Linked DNA regions of Callithrix jacchus: region 1 is linked to region 2. A link is a contact called in public Hi-C data. All regions are on one chromosome and are shown on one strand. The core of a region is the stretch at or near the end of the contact, and the rest is flanking DNA. Distances in the headings are between cores, read along the strand shown. Region 1 overlaps CAMK2D (calcium/calmodulin dependent protein kinase II delta). Region 2 holds the start of CAMK2D (calcium/calmodulin dependent protein kinase II delta).

Evidence for each region. Hi-C and Micro-C count contacts between places; a contact is called where the count stands out from the background.
Region 1: a contact with region 2 is called in a Hi-C map of skeletal muscle, with 11 times the contacts expected there. The contact joins the enhancer-like site here to the promoter of CAMK2D in region 2. A contact is called at or near these places in 2 of 3 Hi-C or Micro-C datasets (both in skeletal muscle).

The regions. Positions count from the first base shown.
Region 1 is chr3:83,643,004-83,648,809 of calJac240_pri, reverse strand. The region is part of intron 7 of CAMK2D (calcium/calmodulin dependent protein kinase II delta); the gene reads right to left. Among named protein-coding and RNA genes, the nearest start is that of CAMK2D, 230 kb to the right of the region's middle. Within about 2 kb of position 3,504, at least 1 of the 16 cell types and tissues checked has an H3K27ac peak or open chromatin away from gene starts, as enhancers often do. A contact at or near this core is called in skeletal muscle, where this site is marked.
Region 2 is chr3:83,419,367-83,425,054 of calJac240_pri, reverse strand. CAMK2D (calcium/calmodulin dependent protein kinase II delta) reads right to left here and starts at 4,217. Exons shown (of 21, transcript XM_078366611.1): 1 at 3,819-4,217; 2 at 2,538-2,625; 3 at 862-956. The coding sequence starts at 2,602.

The DNA.
Region 1 (5,806 bases), core at 2,255-4,754, 220 kb before region 2:
GGAGAGGGATCAAAGAATGAGAGCACCTGTCTTGACCTGCTCACATGTTTCCAAGGACCGCTCAGGATTCAGACTTGGCCATGGACATTGACTTAGAAGCCTGACAGAACACAGACATTTTCAGCAGAAGGAAACTTGGCAAAATAATAACAAGAGTTGGACCAATCTACAGACATTTGGCAAATGAAACTGTGCAAATTAAATCCTAGTTAACTTCAAGAGTTTGGACCCAAATGTAGTGATTTTGATTCCTCAATGTTTCCAAACAATTTTGGTAGAAATTTTGGATACTCACTCTGAATTATGTATTAAAATTACTGTCTTTAAGAATCTGTTTATTCTTAAAGACAGAAAGAGTATAATACTATTTGCCAAATGTTATAGTCAGCTTTTTTTCTTTATAAGCCAGCTTTTTAAACATAATTTACATTTCTTCAACCTATGAAATAGATTCAGAGCATTACTTATATATTTATTCTTCCATCTCAGAATACTATGAGAAAGATATATTTTTATTTTCTTGGGTATTTATCATTATGCAAGGGCTGATAACTCAGTCTTGGTATAAGGTTGTGTCTATACCACTGTTTCCCAACCAATACATCAAGACACATTAGTACTTTGAGAATAAGCACCAGGGCTCAGTCTTCAATTTCCATGAATCTCCTTTGTGGATTTTAAGAAATGAAGATGGTCAGGAAAAGGAGGCTGATTAATATATACAGTTAAGGATATACAACCCCAAACTTGATAAATATATTGGGTGAGAATGTATATGGGAGAGTGGTTCAAAGTCTTCCTATTTGGGGACAAAACCCAGCGAATTTAGAGGTGTGTCTCAGACTGAAAGTAGTTGGGAAACAATGGACTCTACAAGTGCCAAAACGATTGTCTGAAAATCTAAAATTCAGTCAATCAAATTCATTTTGTTTATATGTTAATAAACAATGTTATGCTTTAAAAATCAAATTGGCTACATTTTTCTTACTAAATCAGTCAATTCTGTTGGTTGTTTTGACCTTGTGTAAACACAGCCTAAACCAGTATCTAACTTATTAATTAAGCCAGCCATGCAAATTAGCAAAGACCCATAACTGGAACTTGGAAGAAATTATGTTAAATCTAAAAGAAATTAGAGTGTTGGTGAGTAAGTTTTAATCAAGTACCAGATTTCTTCAGGCTATAGTTGCTCACTGCCATCAGATTCATTACTATTACGATGCTTGGTAAATGTGAGAAAACTTTTCTAATTTTGTGGGCTGATAGGTATTTTTAACCACCTCAACACTAAATACATAATTTAATTTGGAGTATGGGATGAAGATATCTCAAGAATATAAAATACTTTCATGCTGAAATTACTTTTAGTGAAACCAAACATTTGAAATTATTTGCAACTGTGTAGTATATTTATCAGTATACTACAGTATCTACATCAATATACTACAGTATCTACTTATGTTAAATTATTTTCATTTGACATTTCATTTTTGTAACTAAGGTTTATGATCTACCACATTCATGTAGTTTCTAATTTGATCAAGAAGTTAAGTTTCAGCTATTATTGTGGAATAATTAACTTGGAAAAACCACATCAAACTGTAAGCAATAGTTGATTCTAATTCTTTCTTCACTTTCAAAAGCATTGGCATGTCAGAGATTTCTGTTAATACACATCTGTCCTAATTTGTCAACCACAGACTCACTCAAAAAAAGTTTCAACTACTTTAGAAATCAAATTTTAGGTATTTGAAGTCAAGTGCTAAGTTTGTTGAGCAACTGTCAACGTCACTGGTAAATAAACTTTTAAAAAATTGAGTGTGTTTTTACTCTTATCACTAAATGAAAAAGTTGCTGGGCAGGTCTGTGTGCATTATGCCTGAAGCACCAAGTGTGCTGATTCAGAAGAAATAAACATCTTGGAGTTTTATCATGTATGACCTCTGAATGACTGGGGTAAATATTCATAACTAAAGAAGACCTCACTGTAGGAACTTTGTGAGTCATCCAGAAAATAGTAAATCCATCTGGACCAGAGTTGCACCTTATACTTATGAAGACTGTTCAGCTGCAGTTATGTACAGGAATAGGCAGGGCTATTTGAAGGTGACTGTAGATTTAACAATTGAGAGACTAACATGATTTCATGTTTATGTATATTTTTAGGCAAACCTAAAATACAGAATTATATAATGAAAATTAAAAAATTAGGATGATTACTAAAATTTAGGATCTAAAATGAAATTATATAATGAAAACTAAAAAGTTTAGGATGATGAGCTTACGGGATTATTTACTTTTTAATATTTCATCACGAGATTGCTTTAAAGAGCAGCTTTAATGAAACATAAAGAATAATCACACAAGTTTGATTTCTATATAACTCTGGTATATATTAGTTTAAATAATCCTCCTACTATGTTCTGTAAGAGTGTGGGAGGCTTAATCACTAAGACTTTCTAAAGCAACATTTTAATCAGGACAAGCACATTTATTCTAATATTCTTGAATCACTACCACTCATATAGCTTTCAAGTTAAAAATATATTGTACTACAAATTTTATTGGCAAGGTTAGTTTAAATTCTGAACGCCTACAGAAAGGAAGATAATTTGCAGATATAGTCCACCCAATGTGAAAAGGTAGAATTTCTCATCTAATTAATGATTACCTCCTTAGAAAAGACCACTACTATACAATTATTTGCTATTACTCCACTATTTTGATTTTCTGACACGAATCAGACAGGTAAGATCAGAAACCCAGTTATTGGAAAATAACTATATTTTCCAATATAGTTAGCTGACTGGAGCACAGCACTGTGAGGGAAACAGGCAGGGTGATGATCTAGAAAGAATGTGAAGATCTGGGTTCATGTCCTGGCTCTGGCTGTTATTACCTATGTGGACTTGGGCAACTCACAGATGCCTGGAGTTAATTAATTAGTTCCTTAATCTCTCAAATGAACATTATAAGGGTACTAAATTATATCTCATAATGGTTTCTATGGAATGATAAAATCACACTGGGTTTTATCACAGGAGCTCTGTCCTCTGTGATGACAACATACACATTAGTGATTAGCTATTACATTCCAGTGCAGCCGGCCATTTCACTGTGGAGAACATTTAATATTTATAACTTGAGGAATGTCTTTATTAATGATGCCAACTTAATGGAATCTATTATGTTAGTCTTTAGATATTGAGAGGATCTCTAGATCCTTTTCTACGTCTAGAAAATCCCTTTCTAGGTTGGTTTTTAAATAGAGTGTACAGACATTCTTACACATAGGTTCCTTCCCCACCCCCATTGCTTCCTAATGATGCAGGATTTTCCATGACATCTGGTCTCAGTGTCAACAACCATTTATAGCATATCAGCTGTAATGAGCAGCAACTGTTTGCAAGTTTTGTTCTGTACTTTCATATGAATACAATGGCAACTTCTTTCATCATGTTTCAAGGTTTTCTTGAAACTGTTCAAATGCCTGAAAGTACAGGCAGGTTGTTGGAATCACTTTCAGAACCGGAAGAGACTTGGGAGATAAAGTAACTCAAACCTTTCAGTTTCTACATGAGGTAGGGAGGCCCAAAAAGATGAAGCCGAGACTTGAAGTTAGATTTTCTAATTCATTCCTTTTAAAGATGTGATACTAAAGAAATGCCTCCAATTGTATAAAAACAGTTATTTTTAAAAGGTAGTCTATTCAGTAGATGTTTTTAGAAGAATTTGAAGCACTCAAAAATATTTACTACCCATATCTAAAACTTATGAAAAAAACATAGTTTTAACCTTGCTTCACCAATTATCACGATCTTTATTAAGAAACTGATTTGGCAAAGGCAACCACCTTAAGCATTAACCACATTAGGCTTCTATTTGTGCACATATGTGATAACCATCTAAAAGATTCAACCATTAGAAATATATAAGTAAAATCCTGTGTGTTTTACTTGTTTTTAAATTTTTGAATATTATGAAAAGAGCAAATTACTAATTTTATAATTCTATATTATTTAATTCTTACATTCCTTTGGGTATTACTTTTTAAGGAGTAAAAATTGTCTTTTAAAGTTTCTTTCCTTAATTGGAGAATCTCACTCTTTTAACAGAAAACCATTCTCTGCTTTGGTGTGTTTCTGTCACTTATCTTTTGCCAAAGAAGGTGCAAATGAAGCTCCCCCAAATAAACTATATTTCTTTAGTTTTACATGAATTGAGAAGCTTGAATATCAGGCTCACTGTCTCATTTATATATATGGTACAAGTGATTTTAGCTTTTATTTTTGTAAGAAATTAATGCCTGAATTCATCTACTTAGCACAAGGAGTTTCCAGCAGATGTATAAGCTGTAAGTTTGCAATTAGGAAGTACTCTTTCTATTCATAAGAATCATTCTGTATTCCATTCCTGTTTATTCATTTACTTCTACATTGTCAGCACACACTGTTGGGTAGACTGAAAGAACCACAGTGTAACTCCAGTGGGATAGTGCAATTACCTACAGCTTCTCCACTGCCTGACAAACACTAGGCACTCAATAAAGAAACACTGGAATGATTAAATAAATTATTAAATTTATCAAATACACACTTAGTTTCAAAAATATCAAAACACACACACACAGATGATGCACTCCTTAAACTTTTATCTAAACATGGCTCTGAGAAAAGTATCATACTTGCGATTTTATAATTATTCAAAATATAAATTTCACAGGCTGACATATCTACTAACTACCCACAGTTAACAAGAATTTACTAAATACTTCTCATCTCTCCCCTTCCCTGAAAACTAATTCCTTTGTATCATGGTCATAAATTTCATTTATTTTTATGAAAATCTCCAAATTCTCTTCATTAAAATTGCCCCCCACCCCCCATATCCATCTATCCATCCAGTGACTTTTCCATTAAATAATGTTGTTCTTCTGATTAGGGGATAATCCTAAAGGCAGCATTCTCTGCTGAGGCAATTCATAGGGTGTTAATTTGTTGCTAAAAGATTCAGCAGTGTGCATAAAGTCTCCTATCCAGATTGCTGTCCATGAAGTAGTTTAGTAACCATTTCTGATACATTTGAACTGCAGAAATGTTATTACTTTGCTTGAAATATAGTTATTTGAAAAAGCAGAGCTGTATAACTATCTCCTTTTATTTATTCTGTCAACTGAGTCATAGAAATTGTATTCTCTAAGTTCTTAAATGAGGAAACATATCTGATCTGACATTCCTTCATTTCTTGTAACATTAAAAATTGTCCTTTGTTACTGCAACATCTCTTTGACCTAATATTTTCCTGAATGCAGTACTTGTCTGATGTAATTCCTTCTTTCTGGGAAGAACATCATCAATACACTGTTCACATAGGTGTATATATTAAACTTTTTTTTGTAGGGATGGGAGTCTTGTTATGTTGTACAGGCTGGTCTCAAACTCCAGGCCTCAAGTACTTCCCCTTCCTCGGTCTCCCAAAGTGCTGGGATTACAGGCATGAGCCACTGCACCTGACCTACATACGTATTTTTAAATGATCCTTAATTCAATGGCCAGCAGGGCCTCATGCACACAGGTCTGTTCTTGTTTTGCTCAGTAACGTATGCTCACATTTAAAATGGTGCCTTATTAGCTGCTGAAGAAATATTTGATGAATATATGTTCTTCTCTTTTTTTATTTGAACTTTCAACCACCAATTCACAAATATCCAACACCGAGTTACAGCATTGGCTCCTTATAAAGTATCTGCATTTTTAAGCACCCAATACTAATTGTCTTGATGTGGCAATTACTAATTAAATGTGGC
Region 2 (5,688 bases), core at 2,968-5,467:
TAAAAATAAACCAGGTCACTGAGATGAGCTTACACTATGGTATTTTGTTCATTTTAATTTCATTAAACCATAAATTCCCATGGAAATACCTTAGACACGTGCCCACAATAATTGGAATTCCTAACATTTCAGCATAAGTACTTTTGCATGAATTCAACAAAATAAAAAGAATGCAGTGAGAGCCCTCCAAGTTTGTTACTAATGTCAACAGCTATTTTACGAGTATGAATTATCTCTGCACCTATAAACTGCACGTGTAAAATACATTACATGAGTCTGTGTGAAACCTTAATGCGGAAGACCAAGTAAAGGTCTGAGCTGCACACAGGAACATCAAAATAAAACTAAACTTCCTAGAACATAGCAATCATAAATTTTTTCTTCCCTAAGCTATTACTGTTAAATATACCTTGATAAATTAAGTTCAAGTGTAACTACAATTGAAATATATGATTCAACTGAGCTATGACCTATTTTCCTCTCAAAAGCAAAAGGGAATTATGACAGTTGTGAGACTTACATTTTTCCATTTCATGGTCCTTCTAAAAGTTAATTTATTCTAGAACTATAAGCAAAGTACACTTAAGTGACACATATTTGCTTTAAAATAGTTATTCATGCCATTGCTCATAGGACAGATACAATTTTAATAGCAATGCATCAAATAATAATTATATCTGTCCATTTATTTTTAAACTGTGCAGACCAAGAGGGATTCAGGAAGGAAATAATCTCAATATGTAATATGATACCTAAGTCTAAAATTCTGTTATAATTACATGATATATTTACATACAACATAACCTATAATCAACATCACAAATACAAAATTAACCAATATATGTGGTTGAAAATACCCACCCCTAGCAGAAAGCTTTTTGGTGTTGATAATTTTGGCAGCATATTCTTGTCCAGTAGGAATTTTCATACATCTTCTCACCACTGAGAATGCCCCCCTGGAAACCAATAATTAGCAGGTCATTAATATAACAGATATAATATTCCATTAAAAATGTATAAAATCTGAGCATTTTAATGTATTTTAGTGTGTTGTCAGTGAAGTACAGTGATATCCAGTAAATGAACAATTCTTCCTGGAAACCCATACTTTCTTTAATGTTGAAGAATAAAAGTAAATTTCATTTCACTGGGAGCACACATTATTAATCAACAAAATGAAAGGAACTGCCAATTATGACCGTTCTTGTTTGCACATGAAATCTGAAAATATTTTACAGTTCACACTCACAGCACCAAATGCTCTGAGAAAAACCCTGCCCAGAATAGAGCAGAGGAGGAGCCGCAAAAATATCTGCTGCCTACTTGTTTTGGTAGGAAACAAAAATTAATGTGGTTCCAAATAAGTCAACATGGCGATTATTTTCAGTAAAATATAAATCTTGAGCACATTAGTGTGGTTTAACGAGTCTTGGTATAGTGATTTCTCTATGCCTTGTTTTGCTCTGGGGGAAGGGAGATATTTGAATTAAGCTGCTCTTCCGACATATTCTCCATGTTTTAACAGCAGACAATATATACATATATAATTTTCATTACCTTTAAAAAATATTTACCTTTCCTTTAATTACAGTATAAACCAACAACATACATATAAACGCACTCCTTTTATAAAAGTAACAGTCGAAATTAGTGAAAGAGAAATTGGGTTTGGGTTCGACGCTACAAAAATCAGCATTCTCGGCTTGGCCCCTAGGTTCCTTTGCACAAGTCCTCAGTAGGGTCTCCTGTCTCCTTCCCTAACACCTCCAAATAGTTCTGCCAGTCAAGTGAAGGAGTGGCTTTACACAATGCTAGGCTACTCTTAAGAGCGCTCTCAGTCACCAGAGGGCTTTTCCGCTGCCTATATAAATAAATCCTAGAGAATGCAAAGATGCACACGCAATTCCTAGGAAGAATGATGGTGAGCGAGTAATCTGGTGCAAAGAATAACAGTGGCTATAGGGCAAGGGGCTGGTCCTGTTGGGTGGCCCTTTTCCTGGACAGAACAACTACTGGATGCGAAATAGACTCTATGCCAAGTAGAACTTTCGGCATCAATAAATATGGCACCGTCTGAGGCTGTGAGTTCTCATCAGTAGGTGGGTCATACAGCCCACACACCGGCTAACCAGGAGGCATCCCTATTTACAGAAAACATGATCTATGTTGCATTTTACATGGGTTCTAATTTCCTCTCCAAACACATATTACACACAGGCGCGCGCGCACACTTCTCAGGATGACAGCTACAACTGCAGAGATCGTAAATTCACCAAGTCTCTCAGTGCAGGAGGGTGGGGGAGCGGGAGAAGGTGGGCTAGGGACTATTAAAATGAGCCATAGTCAGGGTAAGGATCCTACCCCTTCTGTGCTCCCTCCCCTCACTAAGCACCTTCCCCAGAGCTGACAAACCAGGGGCCCTCCTCCCACTCCTCTCCCAAACTCCCTCGCCCCACAACGGAGGCCCGTGGGTCTGGGCAACGCGACCCGCCCTCAGCTGGAAAGGGGACGTGCAGATGCCGAGCAAAGGCGCTTACTTTCCAAGCTCCTCGAAAAGCTGATACTCGTCCGTGAACCTGGTGCAGGTTGTGGTCGAAGCCATCCTCGGTCCGGACTGTGCCCTGGCTGAGAGTGCGACGGGGGAGAAGAGAGCAGACACGCGGCTAACCCCGGGACTGGCCCCGCGGCGCTGTCACCCAGGGCCGCCCTTACTTTCCTAGTCCGAAAGTAGCTCGCCCGCGAGGGAGTGTGCGCAGGGGCGGGGCGGGAGGAGAGATGACCAGAAAGGGTGGCGTGGGGTCTCCTCCCCACGGTCCGCCGATCCTCCGCCTCCTCCTGCGGGCCTTCTCCACTGGACGGTCCACCAGCCCCTTTTCCTTCCAGTCCCTGTCCCCAAATGCAGGGGGTAAAGTACTCAAGAAGAGGGGGCCGGGATATGGAAAAACAGCCGGGCACGGGGCGAGTGGCGAGCGGTTGCGAAACGATCCGCACTGGGGCAGGAGGGGCAGAAGCGAGGGGAGGGAGTCCGAGGGGGCGGAGGGGGAGTGCAGCAGGGCCGAGGCCGTGGAGCCCGGAGCGGACAGCCGGAGCCCAGCGGCAGCTGTCAGCAAGCTCAGGCGCGGAGCGCGCCGGAGCTCGGGAGAGCGTGCGCGCCCAGGACCGGCTTCCCGTCAGTGGGCAGCAGCGGCTCCGGCGAAGCCAAGCACCTTGGCGGCCTCGCGCTGCTCACGAGCCCGCGCGGCTTCAAGACGGCGCGGCAAGAGAAACAGCGCTCGGCTCGGGCGAAGCCTCCTCTGCCGTCCCCAGGCCTCCGTCTCCTCCCCCGGCGCCTCCTCCCGCCGCTCCCTCCGCCTGCCAGCACCCCTCACAGGCGAAGCCCCCTCCTCGCTGGTACCACACCTCCCTCTAGCGACTCCAAGCCTGTCCCTTCGTGGATCTCTCGCTCTCCCTCCTTCGGTCGCACACACGAGCACACCCGTCTAGGGAGAAACCAGGTGGATGGAGGAGGATGTGCGGGGGAGAAGCCTGGAGGTTTGGGTGAATGAGGCGAGACGTCACAGTTGCCCATTTCAACCCGCTCCCAGAAGCCTCCTCAATCTGGGACTGACTGAGTATAAAGATGCGGGGCAACTCGAGCACGGCCCGAGGCCGCCGCCCAGGGTCATGGAAGCTCACGCCCCTGTTTTGGGCGCTAGGCAGCAGGGACTTCTCCAGGCCAGCTACCGGGCCACGACCCTCGGCGTGGCCGAGTAAGGGAGAGCAACGGCTTCTCCGCGCCGCTCAGTGTTGACACAGCGGGGACCGGATGTGGGCAGTACCTTGCTCTCAGAGAAGGTCCCAACCCTTCCCACAGCCTCCGGCGACTGTCGGGGCGCAACTCTGCCTCAGCAGCGTTCACTGCGTCGCCCGCTCCCCAGCGCCGGGCGCAGGTTTTCTCCCTCCCCCGCAGCCCCTTCTGCAAGGAGCAGTGACGGCCCTGAGCCACATTTCACTTAAGATTTGACTGCCACCTCCAGGCCCACCTCCCCCGCTGTTTTCCAGGATGGTGGCTGAGACCCTGGCAGTCCCCAAAGGTCTTTGCTTTGGGTGTGAACGTTAAAAGAACGAAAGCAAAAACTCCGCCACTCAACCACACCTTCTCTTCCCTTCCCTTCTGAGTAACTCCCCAGTAACCTCAGTAAGTTCTGATAGTAAGACGGGTTCTCGCGAGATTTCCCACTCTGGCTGACGGGGCGAGGTAGTAGGAAGGTTGGGTGTCGGTCACGCGACTCGGTGGGGGCTGACGTAATTCACATCACGTGAACATGTCTAGCCTGTTTCGCTTTGCAAAGGGAAAAGGAAAAGAAGAGGTTGTGTGTGCTTTGCTTTCGGCCAGATAGTGGCAATTGAGTGCACTCCGTAAATGGCTATCTGAAAAACCACTTAGCAGTTCAAGAATGTGTCCTTCCCTTTAGCATATCTGCCATTGTTTTAAGTAGGAGGGAAAAAAGTATGCATTACGTTTAAAGTAGATAAGTTATTGCCGATTGCTAGAACAACTTCTGGGCCCTCTCTCCAGTTCTCTTTAATAAAACTATGCAGTTACAAATTTAGATGCAGACCGAAAACAGCGTTATGGAAGATCTTTTTCAAATTATTGCCTTTTGTTCTATACCACGCAACTATAAAAACCTTGCAATCCTAATGCTAATTTGCTCGTCTTATTACTTCATGGACTTAAAATTTCACTGCTGAAAGATAAAAGATAACTTGCAGATACAAGAGAATCTAAGATTTAGAGGCGCTGTTGTGTACTCCCAGAGACTGCTCTTAATTAATGTTACTTTGTGGTCACAGATAATCCCAATTCCTTTATTTCCTGATCTGAGGGACACTTCTGCCAATGACTAAGCTTTTACTGAAGTACTAAAAATGTTCACAAATTTTAACGTTTATTACAACAAAATTGAAGTTCGTATGTGTTTTGATTTCCAGCCATAAAAGGGAAGCAACTGTAGTGCTATAGAAAACGATGATACCAAAACTGTGTAAAAGAAACCTGGTCTCTAAATATTAATAATTCGTCTATAAATTGGAAAGAAAAGAGCAATTTGGTCATGGCTAAAGATTTTTAATATCTGAACTGTTTACCAATTGGCTCCAAAATGATAATGAAATAATATTCCTTCTTGAATCTAAAAATGAAACAGAGAAAGTAAAATTGAAACAATAAATAAAGATAATAAAAAGTTTACATCAGGGAAGAAAATTGTTTCTTAAATATTCAAGTAATGATATCTACATAATTACAGTATTTATCTGTTATTTAAACTACCAATAATTGTAAATGGTTTTAATTGTGCAGTACAATAAAGAAAACATAACTGAATTTTAATACTGATATATTATTAGATAATAATGTACATTTTGTACAGCAAACATTGCTTAATCTGTAGTGCTCTTTCTTTGATTTATATTTTAGACTAATTAAAATATTTCTCTTATTTGAACAAATATTTAGTTATTTCTGAAGTTTGAACCTCCTTAAGACAGTAGTCAAATTGGCTGGGCACAGTGGCTCACGCCTATAATCCCAGCACTTTTGGAGGCCAAGGTGGGTGAGGGTGAATCATCTGTGGTCAGGGGTTCGAAACCATCCTGGCAAACATGGAGAAACCCCGTCTCTACTAAAAATACAAAATTAGCCAG